Linked DNA regions of Zea mays: all the other regions are linked to region 1. The links are chromatin contacts, called in public Hi-C maps. All regions are on one chromosome and are shown on one strand. The core of a region is the stretch at or near the end of the contact, and the rest is flanking DNA. Distances in the headings are between cores, read along the strand shown.

The links. A called contact is a pair of places that touch in the nucleus more often than the background predicts.
Region 2: a contact with region 1 is called in a Hi-C map of ear, with 1.9 times the contacts expected there. The contact joins the promoter of LOC100277588 here to the promoter of LOC100274537 in region 1. A contact is called at or near these places in 3 of 25 Hi-C or Micro-C datasets (ear, leaf and tassel).
Region 3: a Hi-C map of leaf shows a contact between it and region 1, with 5 times the contacts expected there. The contact joins the promoter of LOC100271891 here to the promoter of LOC100274537 in region 1. A contact is called at or near these places in 8 of 25 Hi-C or Micro-C datasets (bundle sheath, ear, endosperm and 3 more) and 1 of 3 datasets of contacts at active chromatin or transcription factors (leaf).

The regions. Positions count from the first base shown.
Region 1 is chr5:16,522,711-16,526,702 of Zm-B73-REFERENCE-NAM-5.0, reverse strand. LOC100274537 reads left to right here and starts at 1,999. Exons shown (of 5, transcript NM_001148893.1): 1 at 1,999-2,276; 2 at 2,382-2,422. The coding sequence starts at 2,067.
Region 2 is chr5:16,686,954-16,690,961 of Zm-B73-REFERENCE-NAM-5.0, reverse strand. LOC100277588 reads left to right here and starts at 1,786. Exons shown (of 3, transcript NM_001374017.1): 1 at 1,786-3,180. The coding sequence starts at 1,861.
Region 3 is chr5:16,722,310-16,726,231 of Zm-B73-REFERENCE-NAM-5.0, reverse strand. LOC100271891 (ameiotic 1) reads left to right here and starts at 2,203. Exons shown (of 11, transcript NM_001146066.1): 1 at 2,203-2,240; 2 at 3,137-3,237. The coding sequence starts at 3,172.

The sequences.
Region 1 (3,992 bases), core at 750-3,249:
TGGAACTACATGCAGATGGGCATCCAATTGGCATGCCAGTTGCCCGAGTGTGCCACTTACATAATGGCCACCGCGACGCGCGCTGACGCCATCTACAACACTATTACCACCATGTCGCATACGAGCAGCTACAACCACACGCTCATCGCCTCACTAGGCCAGATGATGCCCACCATGGAGAAGGGCAGCGACAACACTAGGTACCCTGCGACGACAGTGTTGGCTACCAGCACGGAGGTGAAGGCAGGGAAGTTGTCGAACATGGACTGGAAGGAGTTGGTGAACATGGACCGCCTCTCGTCGATAGTGCTCGTGAAGAGGGCGGTCACAACGTCGGGCCCAAAGCGGACAACCTCGGCAACAAGTCGACCACGACCAGGCAGCGCCGGAACCCCTCGGTGCCCGAGCTCAGTAGGAATGGGAGACCACTGCCACCAGTGGTCGTCTTGTGCAGCACCGTTAACAGCTAAGACTATCTGTAGTGCAGATTACTCCATATCCTTACTCTATATTACCCTTTATAGTCTAGTCATCAAAATGCAAACCAACCCTCCGTGCAACCGTGCAAACTTCTAATCTGAACCACATGATGTTGATCCAAGGGGACGTGCGGAGGAGTGGGAGGGGGATTTGAAAAGGTGTGATTAGCAGCGGACGATTAAGTGTAAAATTATCCACACCTCTGCGTCCCTTGGATCAACATCATGTGGTTTAGATTAGAAGTTTGCACGGTTGCACGAAGGAGTTGGTTTGCACCAGATACATTTCCCATCAAAATTCATTACTATATATTACAATCTTCTGCGCCCATATCTCTCTCTATATCCCCTCTATATCAATTATTACATATTCTATTTATTATGATCGAAATTCTATATTTTTTGTGCACAACACGTACTTTTGATATGGATAGAGATGGCAATGGGTAAATACCCACCGGGTATTACTACCCCATACCCATACCCACGACACAAAAATAACCCCACTAGGTCACCCACATACACTGGTGGGTATGAATTTACCCCCATACCCATACCCATGTGGGTATGGGTCACCCATCGGGTCACCCGTACCCACAAAAATTAAACATCTATCAAAATATTATACTATACAAATGTCAAGTATATCCATATAAATACCATAACAAAATTTTCTAGCATCATTTAACCATCCATTCAACACACCAAAGATAATTGGATAAAGTAGTAACACTAGGATAGTACTACATAGCACATTACATGTTCCATTACATGGTCATTAAATTGTCATTAAGTCTTCTATGACATTATGGTCTAAAAGGTTGTTAAATAGTAAAAAAGATGAATGACTAAAGTACAAGTTCATGCTTGGGCTAAGTTTATATTGGGTATTTATACCCACGGGTTAACGGGTATGGGTGAAGACGGAACGTTCTAATATTCGTTTACCCATTGGGTGGAGATTTTTGCCCAATAATAAACCCACGAGTATAATATTTAGTCTATATATATACCCTAATGGAGTAAATACCTATCGGGTATCAGGTCGCGGGTACCCATTGCCATCTCTAGATATGGATAAGACTTCTATCGTAATTATTGGTGTCCGCTATATCTGACGCAATATTGTGGATGCATAAGGATATAGAGAGCTATAGCGGAAACCGTTGCACATATTTTTAAGCTCCAGTTACCTGTATGCGCGTTTACCGGAAGGATTTCTGTAGGCCAGTGCAGATACCCTAAGGAAAGGGAGAGATATTTCGGTCCAACAGGGATACATGCCCACTTATCAGACTAGTTAAACATCCGGATGTGTATTTTGACGAAGTGATCTACTCGATTGACCTATTTTTACAAATTCATTGTAGAGTGATCTATTTTGGTAAATTCAATGTGCCGGAGAGGCCCAAACCGACGAGGGGGGGTTCTCAGCTCTGGGCAGTGGCCGCTTTGAGTGGGCCGGGCCGCACCGCGCGAAACGATGAGATGGGATGAGCCGATGAGGCCGCATCGGTGACGACGATCCAATTCCAATCTTAGCCAGACCCGGAGGCAGCAGCGACCAGCGAGCGACGCCGGCCGGCCATGCTCTCCGCCGCTGCGTCCGCCATACCCAGGCTCCGCTTAGCGTCGGGCCCGCGGCTGAGGCGGCCGTCGGCTAGGACGCACTGGCCGCGGCCACTCTCGTCCTCCAGCCACGTAACGCCCGTGGCGGCTGCGGGGGCTGGGGAGCTGGAGCCGCCGGACCTCACCCGCTTAGCCAACGCCGCGCGCATCTCGCTCTCCCCGCAGGAGGTCAGTCGCCGTCCTGCTTTCTTTCTCTTGATGCCAAACATGTGATGCTCTGTGCACATGAGAGGCTGACGCTTTGCTTGTGTTCTCTGTGTGCTCAATCGCCAGGCCGAGGACTTCGAGCCCAAGATTCGTCAGGTTGTGGATTGGTAAGTTTCTGCTACCTGTTCTCTTCTTCTCGCGAGTGGATGATTGAAGGGGCGGTTTGTAGTGCTTGTTGCAGCTCATAAAATTCTGCGAGACGGTGTAGTCTTTCTACTAGGAATGCTCTGCCGTGGGTTTAGATAGTTTCTTAGTCTGTATTTTTTTTTTTGATTGGGGGACCAATGAACACATGCCGTAGTGCATTGCTAATTTCAGACTGGAAATGCGTTGGATGATTCAGATACTGAGTAATGTTAGTACCTTGTGCAGATTGCAATATATCTTACTATGATACCTCTAAAGTCAGCGATTTAAGTCCCTCTCACTTTAAGTTAGAGGAGACTCATCCCTGAAGTCATCCAGATATACACATCGTTCTCACAACTTCACCATGAAAACAATATAGCTGCCAATTGTTGTAGAAGATGTTGAGTAGAAAACACATGAAAAGTTGAAGGCCAACACCCTTGCACCAATGAAGGCACCTTTCTAGGATGAATGGGACGCTGCTTTTAAAAGATGAATATGGCAGCATTATTTTTTCTAGTGAACAATGCAATATGAACATGTTAATGGACCACATCTAGTTCCTGTGGCAGAACACCACAAATGTCACAAGCTCTGCCACAGTTAAGTTTTTTCTCTCGAATGCACAGGAGGACTGCACCATTTTATAAATTAAGAAGAGAGGATACATGGTCAAAAGAAGACCAAAAATACAAAAGTAAACTAAGGAATCCTTACTGAGGCCAGAAACATGCATATATAAACTGGTCCATAGGAACACAGACACTACTAAAGACTAAGAAGCCTCCTTCCCTCAAGTAGCAGGAAGTGGGGCTGCCAGGGAGGATAATACCTTGGCACCAGCAACCTCCCACAAACTCCTCTCATCTTCAAACTGCTTGAGGATTAAAGGCAGGCTAGGAGACCCATTGTCAAAAAAAACACCTATTACGATGAAGCCAGGTCAACCAAGCTCCCAAGATGATAAGGGAGTTGAGACCTTTCATGCAGAGCCCATTTAGTGTCTCTGAGGCATTTTCCCACCATTCCAAAAAGGAGGAGCTAAGGAGTACATACCAAACTTTCTCAGCACCTTATACCAGAAAACCCTTGCAAAAACACATGTGACAAGCAAATGATTTGTAGTTTCAGAATCCTGATCACATAAAGGGCATTTGCTTGGGTGATTTAATCCTCTCTTGGCGAGTCTATCTGCTGTCCAGCATCTGATCTGGGTAACAAGCCAAATGAAAAAAACGATATTTTGGTGGAGCCCATGTTTTCCACACTCGCTTATAATGCCTGAAATAGCATGATCCCATAAAAAGACCTTTATAGGCAGACTCTGCAGAGTATCTACGATCTGAAGCAATGCTGAAAATATGCTTATCCTCCCTGTCAGGTTGCAACTCAAAACCAGAAAGCATCTCCCAGAGACGAAGATAACCTGATAAAGCTTCAACAGTGAGCCTCCCCCCCCCCTAATGTCAGCAATCCATTGACCATTGGATAAAGCTTCTTGTACAGTTCGTTTCTGAGCAAATCTCTTATGCTCCGTTTGGATGTTGG
Region 2 (4,008 bases), core at 537-3,036, 160 kb before region 1:
TTGGCTCGCTCCAGAGTCTTGGAACGCGTCCACGTCCTCGTCCCGTGCTATGCTAAATATCCCTTTCCTGCATACAGATATCTCAAGAGCACCCTCTACTAATGTGTCTAAGTGATAGTTCACTGATAAAACAAAAAAACGGGCGGCACCGGAATGGACAAAGTTCACGGTAGACGCCATGCCGTCGACGCGACAAAAGTTTTCACGATAGATCCGCGCCACACACGTTGGATGGTTGTGTACTTGCCCCTTTTTCAGGGTAAATCTCACCGTAGTGCATATACTTCATGTAAAATCAAAACAGAGGGATCTCACAGTACCGCTTTGGAACGCACGGATTTCTTCACAGGGAACCATATAGAAACTTGTTCACATGAGTCGATTTTCTTGTTTACTTTACAGGAACAAACACAATGTTGAGCACCATATGAGCCACCTAGAAAAGTTCGGACGGTCTGGCTACAAGGATCGAACGATTTGGATCGTGGATGGTCCGTCTTGGCCGCAGACAGTATGCGATTAGATCAGATCAGACGTGATTAACTCTTTTTTCTGTGCGTGTTTATCCATCTAAACTCGCAGCTATTGGAGAACGCTTAGGAACAGGTCTAGACTTTCCCACTATATACATGAAAGGGTACGGTCGATTGCGCACACCAACAATCGAACCAATCAACCAGTTTATTAATTTCTTTACTTTCTTGTCCTATGAGTAGCAGTAATGTAGTCTTTTTCGTCTCTATCTTCACCTCTATTCGACTTTGGTCGTCTCGAGGCGTCTTGGGTGGCGCCGACCCCAAGATAAACCATAGGATCTCTCCTCCTGACGGGTCCCTCCCGAAGGCGAGATCTAGGTGTTGTTGGTGAACACCATCATCCATGCGCACACACGAAACGCCCGGCATCAGTCGTGGACCGTCCGACTCGACGCAGGAAAACTCGCACAGTCCGGCCTTATGCCGCGGAGCGTCCGTGCTGCCAAAGAGAGCCCATCAGACAAAACAACTCTCAATGATTGCCGATTATATCCACGCCATCACAAAAAATAAGAAAAAAATATTTCACTCTAAAGGAGTCTTTTAATGCACTAGAACTAATAGTTAAAACGAATAGATAGCTGCTAAAATTAGTTGAGTACATTCAAGTAATTTAATTAATAGCTAGCTAACTAATTTCATTATAATTCTTTTTAGCCAACTAATTTTTAGCTCTAGTGAATTCAAACACCTCCTTAGAGCATGTTCGGTTGCATATAGATTGGAGGAGATTAAATACCTTCCTAATTAAAATTGAATAGAGTATATTTTAATCCTCATCGATCTCCTTTTATCCATACTTAATCGAACAAGACATAAGGTGGCCTGTTTAGCAATGGAAATGGAGAAGAATTGTGATGTTCGATGTCGAAATTGCGAGGAAAGAAAAGGTATAAAAGGCGAGCAGAATTGTTTACGTAGGAAAGCCAAATATCTAATCATAACAATGATTTTCAGTACTGGATTGGATCCCACTTCGAGCCGGAGGAGGGAAGGGCCCCACCTCGAGAAGGGGAAAAGGCCGAAAAGAAGCGGAGGCGGATGAGACATGTTCATTCGGGGTCGGGGGTCGTGACATGTACTTTATGCGAATTTGGCGGAAGTTCTCTTTCCGGTGGTGCCCTTTGAATGTGTGTCATTTGATTTGGTAGTATTGCAAAAAGTTAAGTGTCCCCCGACCCCGAGACGGTCGACGCACACGCATCAAACCCACCCCCTCGTCCAACTTGCTCCCAAATCCAAACGACAAAATGCTCCTCGCTGCGGTTTGATCGAGGCCGCGGCCCCCCGAACCCTCGCCTCGCCTCCCCCTCCCGCCGCCGTCATGGACGACGACCGCGACCACGACCAGGACCCCGATGCGTCGTCGCCGGCCGCGCCGTGGCGGCGGTCCGTGAAGCGGAAGCTGGGCGCGGAGGCGGGGGACGAGGCGGGCCCCGCGGCGCGGGTCGAGGCGGAGGACGAGCGCGCGGCGCTGCGGGAGGCGGCGGCGGCGGCCCAGTCCACGGCGTCGGCGCTGCGGGTCGAGGTCGAGGAGGAGCGCCTCGCCGCGGCCAGCGCCGCCAGCGAGGCCATGGCCATGATGCTCCGCCTGCAGCGCGACAAGGCCGAGGTCCAGATGGAGCTCCGCCAGTTCCGCCGTTTCGCCGACGAGAAGATGGCGCTCGACGCCGCCGAAATCGACCAGCTCCGCGCGCTCCTCGCCCAGCGCGCGCGCCGCCTGCTGCGCCTGCGCTCCAGGCTCCGCGAGTACAGGCTGCAGTGCCTCCACCTCGGCATCCCGCTTCCCGAGGGCGAGGACCTCGTCGCCCAGAACGCCGCCGAGGAGGAGGAGGAGGACCTCCTCCTGCTCGAGGGCGAGGAGGGCTACATCGTTGGCGATGGAGGGTACTACTACCCTGAGCTCCGCTGCAACGACGGGGAGTACTACTACGAGGACGGGCGGGAGGAAGAGGACGTGGTTGCCCTCGATCTGGAGCGCCGGATCTGCCTTCTCGAACACGATCAGGAACCTCGCCTGCTTGAGCCACCGCATGAGAAAGAGGAAGGTACCCACCTTTACACAGATGAAGTGTTGCCGGACATGTCTGAACATGAACTGGGTGGCCTCTATGCCGACGAGATGTTATCTAAGGAGGATGTGGAAACAATGAACAACCTCCACAATGATGATGAAGAACTGCCAGAGTCGCCTACTGCTGGAAATGATGACGGGGAGGAAGCAAGCGAGGCTGACGGTGCTGACAGTGTAAGTGGCAGTGGCAGTGATAGGGTATACACCATTGACAAGGTGCATCAAGGTGCAGCAATGCCTATTGCAAGGGTCGTGGATAAGTACCAAGGGGAGGCAGTGGAGCCGGACATTAAGAAGCTTTACATGAGGCTGGAGGCACTGGAGGCCGATAGGGAGTCGATGAGGCAGGCCCTTGTGGCAATGCGCACAGAGAAGGCACAACTTGTGCTTCTTCGTGAGATTGCGCAGCAGCTTGCCAAAGATGGAGTTCCAGTTGGGCCGGGAGCTGGGGCGGGGCCAGGTGTACACCATTTGCCTAGAAAACACGCAGTTGGGATTGTAGAAAGGAGATTCACAGAGGACAAGAAGGCGATACTTGTGAAGACATTTTCCATGGCTGCCTTGTTCAAGGTATGCTGCTTGTTTTACTGATAGGACACTAGCAGTGCAAAACATTGCAAGATTTTGCTGGAGACCTCCTTCAGTTAGTAGATTATTAATACTGTGGTTTATTAAGATCTAACAAGTCTTGATGGTTGCATGCTGGTTTAGTATACAAATCACTTGTAGATTAATTCATTTGATCGAGTAGGATGTTGCTATCTATTATGTATGAGCACTCTAGCATATATTTGAGCATATTTAGGAATTATTGCTGTAGAATGTAGAATATTGCTGTTGCTGTAATGCAGTATGTAGCTGTTCATTTTATTAGTCTGTACAACTCTAAAATTCAAATGATTTTGCTAGTTGGCCCTTAAGTAACAATGTTTTTTTGTAATAAATTAACTATGCTTAATATGATTATCCATTTGCATATGTTTTCCTAGTTTTTTTATTAGGCTGTCTCCAGTAGACCGTGTATATGGACGTGCAAAATACTGTTTTGTACTATAGACTGCATTATTTACATTTTACAGAGTGGATGAAATACTTGTGTGATAGAGAGTGGGATAGGAAGACTGTTGGAGACAACCTTAGGCCATGCTCAGCAGAGCATGCATATGGCCGTGCAAAACAGTGTTTTATACTATAGACTGCACTGTTTACGTAGTGAAGTTTGAAATAAGGAGTGAGATAGGGGTGGGATAGGAAGGCTGTTGGAGACAGCCATAGGGGCCAAAGTAAGTTGAACTCTCATTTGTTGTACACAATATGAATTCAAGCTAAGGTGGTTCCATGCTATATTAAATGCAGCACATGTGAGCTCATTCATTCTTTGGTACATCAATGAAGAGA
Region 3 (3,922 bases), core at 954-3,453, 200 kb before region 1:
TTGAGATTCTGTTTAGGGACTGCGCGTCCACAATGCAATTTTAGACCTCTGGCTTTTCGAGAATATTCTGCACTATAGCAAGGTGTCCTTTATTTTACTTCAAAAATGAACAACGAGCCAATAATTTTTTTTGCTTGACCGGCTTTTTTAGAAGCCAGAGAAGGAAAAAAAAAGAAAATCCAAACAGAGTCTTAGTAGTGTATGATACTTTCTCCGTTCACAAATATATAACAATCATAAGCGATAAAATAAATCACAACAAAATACTTGTAAATAATAACTCATGGCTTTTTTTGAATAAGATGAGTTATTAAAGTTTTAAATAAAATCTAACATGTCATATATTTATAAACGTGAGAGGTATTAGACTAAATATAGCTCTAATAAACTAGCCAAAAACAGTTAGCACGCTGAAGGTCTGGTAACGTGGTGTTCTCGTTCCGTTTCTCGTGCATGGAGTGTTACTGTGTCAGGTGCATGTGCATCTTGCAGACCCAGACGGCCGGGCGGAATCGGACTATCGCAGGGCGTTGCAGGTGGGGCCCTACGCAGCAATGATGCTGACCCCGCGCCCCGGGCCAACAATTTGCTTAGGCTATCCGCAAACTTTATCCTTAAATTTTTCCTCCTATATCACTTTTTTCCTCTATTTTTCTCCCTACTTTTTTTATCTCCCGCAGCGGTTCCCCCTAAATACTCTCTCTATACCCCACTACCACTATAAAATATCATTTTCTATACCAACTATCAATTTTTTATCTATTAACAATTACTCGTACACTCACAGCACAGTGTTTATGGTGATAAACAGTGACACGCTAGATCTGGGGGGAGAGAAGGAGACCGATATATAGGGGGCGCTATAGGGGGCACCGCTGCGGCCATAGGGTGCCCTCTACAGCCGACATGCAAGGGGAGGGGGACGGTAGCGTCGACCGCTGCAGTCAGTCTTAGCACTGCCCACTGCGTAAAAGGTCGCACACCTCAAAAATCAAAATCCTATATAAAAAACAATAATATTTATAATGTATTATTATAATTATTATTAGATCCGTAAAAGGAGAAACGGGGAGTGCATTGCTGCGTGCGTGGATCGATTCACGGCTTCACGCTTGACGACGTGACTACCTCTGCCTCCGCAAGCGTGCATGCAAGCAAACCGTAGACAGAATCCTCGCACACGCACGCACCAAGAGCGCGTGTGGAGAGATCATCCCATGCACGCCTGCGTCCGGGCCGTGCATCTGTAGCTACTACTAGTAGCTAACAGTGGCAGCGTTGCCAGCGTACCCACATTTATTTATTAGTACGGCCTGTGCCTGCAACTGCAAGCAATTGGTTTCTTCTCTGCTTTGCTCCGCCCGCCTCCGCCTCATCATCATCACAGCCCCCGGCGGACCCCGCCCCGATCCCAAGTGCCACAATGTCAACCCAAACTCCCCCATGCGCGTGTGCCGGCGCGCCCGCGCCATCGTTTCGCAAGCGTCGTCCTTGTAATGGTGCGCCGCGCGCTCTCGCCCGACAGATGGGGTCCACAAGGTCTCGCGCGCTTCGCCACCGCTACTTGGGCACCGCATATATCGTCGTCGCCCGCACAACACCCACCCGTCTGCCGTGCCGGGCTGCCTGCAGACACGTCTGGTCCGCGGGCAGAGCGGGCCCACGTGTCATAGGCTCGATCCCCCGGCAGACCAGGTGCGGGCCGTTCCGTGAGGAGGTTGCTGCTTGCTGCCCTCTGCGACGAGCCTGGCTGTCCTAGATTTTTCTCTCTCTACAACGGCATCAGCATCACACACGCGCTGCACCCTGCCACCCCACTCCTCTCTCTAGAAAAAGGATTCTCCTCCACGGCACTATCTAGTCCCCGGCTCCCCGCACGACGAGGCGGACACGGTGATCAACGAGGTGAGGCAGCCGGGGGAGAAGAGGCGGAGCCCCAGCCCCCCGACGCCGATCGATCACGGAACAACAAAAACCCTAGCGCCCCACCTCCCGACCCACGGCGCCTGCCTCCACTCCACTACTCCCCACCATGAACTAGCTCGATCGCCTCCCCAAAGCTCCCCCCGCCTTTCGGGATCGATCGTCCCCAGGTACATCGATCAGAGAATAAGCACTCCACTAGAATTGTCTAGCGACCCAATTTTCTCGCCACATTTCGGCCTGCCTCTACTTTTCTTTTTGATTCGATCCCACCCCGATCCCAGAAGCAGCAGCAGCAGCAAGTAAATACCACACAGGTGAGTAGTGGCCTAATTGCTCTGGCATATGTATGCGTCGTGGGTATTCTTCTGCGATCTATTTCTAACCGCGCCCTGCTGGTAGCAGTGTGTGTTCATCCGGTCTCTCATTCTTCTTCGTTCTGATCCGGGCCATTTTTCTCCATCTGGTTCGTTCCCTTCTCTCAATTTGATGCGAAAAGGGCGTGACCTAAAACCCGCTTGATCAAAACGAACTGTTGTACGGGTGTACTGCACTGCTGCTATAGGTGTCTGATGCTGTTGGGTTTTTTGCTAGAGAGGCTCCGGGCACGAGGAAGCCGCGCACGCGGACCACTTCCTACCGCGCTGCGCGATTCCGCGGCAGTGCCAAAAAGCTCGCTGGTTCTATACTTCGATCGCAAAAGCAGCTCGTTTTTCCTTTCCGATCTCTGCTGCCTTGTCGCTGTTTCCTCGGGCCTCGCTTGCTTTTGCTTCGATCGATCCGTGCGGTTGCGGCTTGCCGCTAGCAGCAGAAAGCAGCTTGCAGGTTCTTCGTACAAGCGACTTTTGCCACATAACGCGCTGCTGCTAGACGAGACGAGATGAGGCGCGCTCTCTTTTCCCCTTGAAGCGTTCAACCTCAGACTCAGTTTGGTGACTTTTGTTGCCTGCCTTTTGGTGCTTTGGTTTGGGAACTAGAGTTTTGAATGTTTTTTCTTCGAACTTACAATTTATAAATCTCGCCAGTTTGGTCGGAAAATGCCAGTGCGCATTATTATTAGTTCATCTATATGCGGGTCAATTTGGATGGGTTTCGAAAATTTGTTATCATTTCGATCATCGAAGGGTCTCTGTCCTTCTTGCTTAACTCTTTTTGAACTATATATATATACTTGTCTTGATCGGTGGGTTTGTTTGCCCGTTTGCTTTTGCAGGAGACCCAAAAAAAACTCTGAGGACCCGCATGCAGATGGACGTAGAGACGGTGCAGGCGGGTCCTGCGCTCGCGGCTCATCTGCAGCTGCAGGCATCGCCGGTACGTACGTGTCGGGCCAGTCCGGTCTTGCTACACGTCGTAGACGCTAGCTGCGACTTTTGCCAGTTCGATTATTACCTTTTGCTTTCTGTGATCTGGGTATGGTGGTGATCTGTTGGTTTCTCTTTCCACTGACCTACTGCTGCGGCTGCGCGCGGTCAGTTACAATGATATAGGATATTGTGCGCCGCTTTATTAGTTGCTTTTTGGGTGATTAATTCGATATTTCGCTGGATCGATGTTTAATTTGAGATGTATAGTTACTGAGATGTACTGTAGTCGATATATCCTTTGATTTGATGCTCTCGCAAGTAGTTTATTGTCCGTGGTAGTTATCTGGACTCAAGAGCCGCTGATGGGTTCAACTTGTTAGACTGATCTTGCTTATTTTAATACAAGTGCATGAATGCTATATATAGGTTGACAAAAATAGTTAGTGTGAAAACAGCAAGGCATGGTCATTTCTCCAACGTGAGCCTTGTTAAAATCTGCTGAGCACATTAAGTGCGGCATTTTGAAAATTGCTGAACCGTTGCTTGATTTGGAATAGTGTACTTTCTATAGTGTTGCCTATATATGGACTCTACTAGAGGACAGTACAACGTACTACTAGTTTGTTCAGTTAATTATACGTGCATTGGTAGCTGATGAGGGAACATGGCTGTTAAAAGAATACTCCATCCGT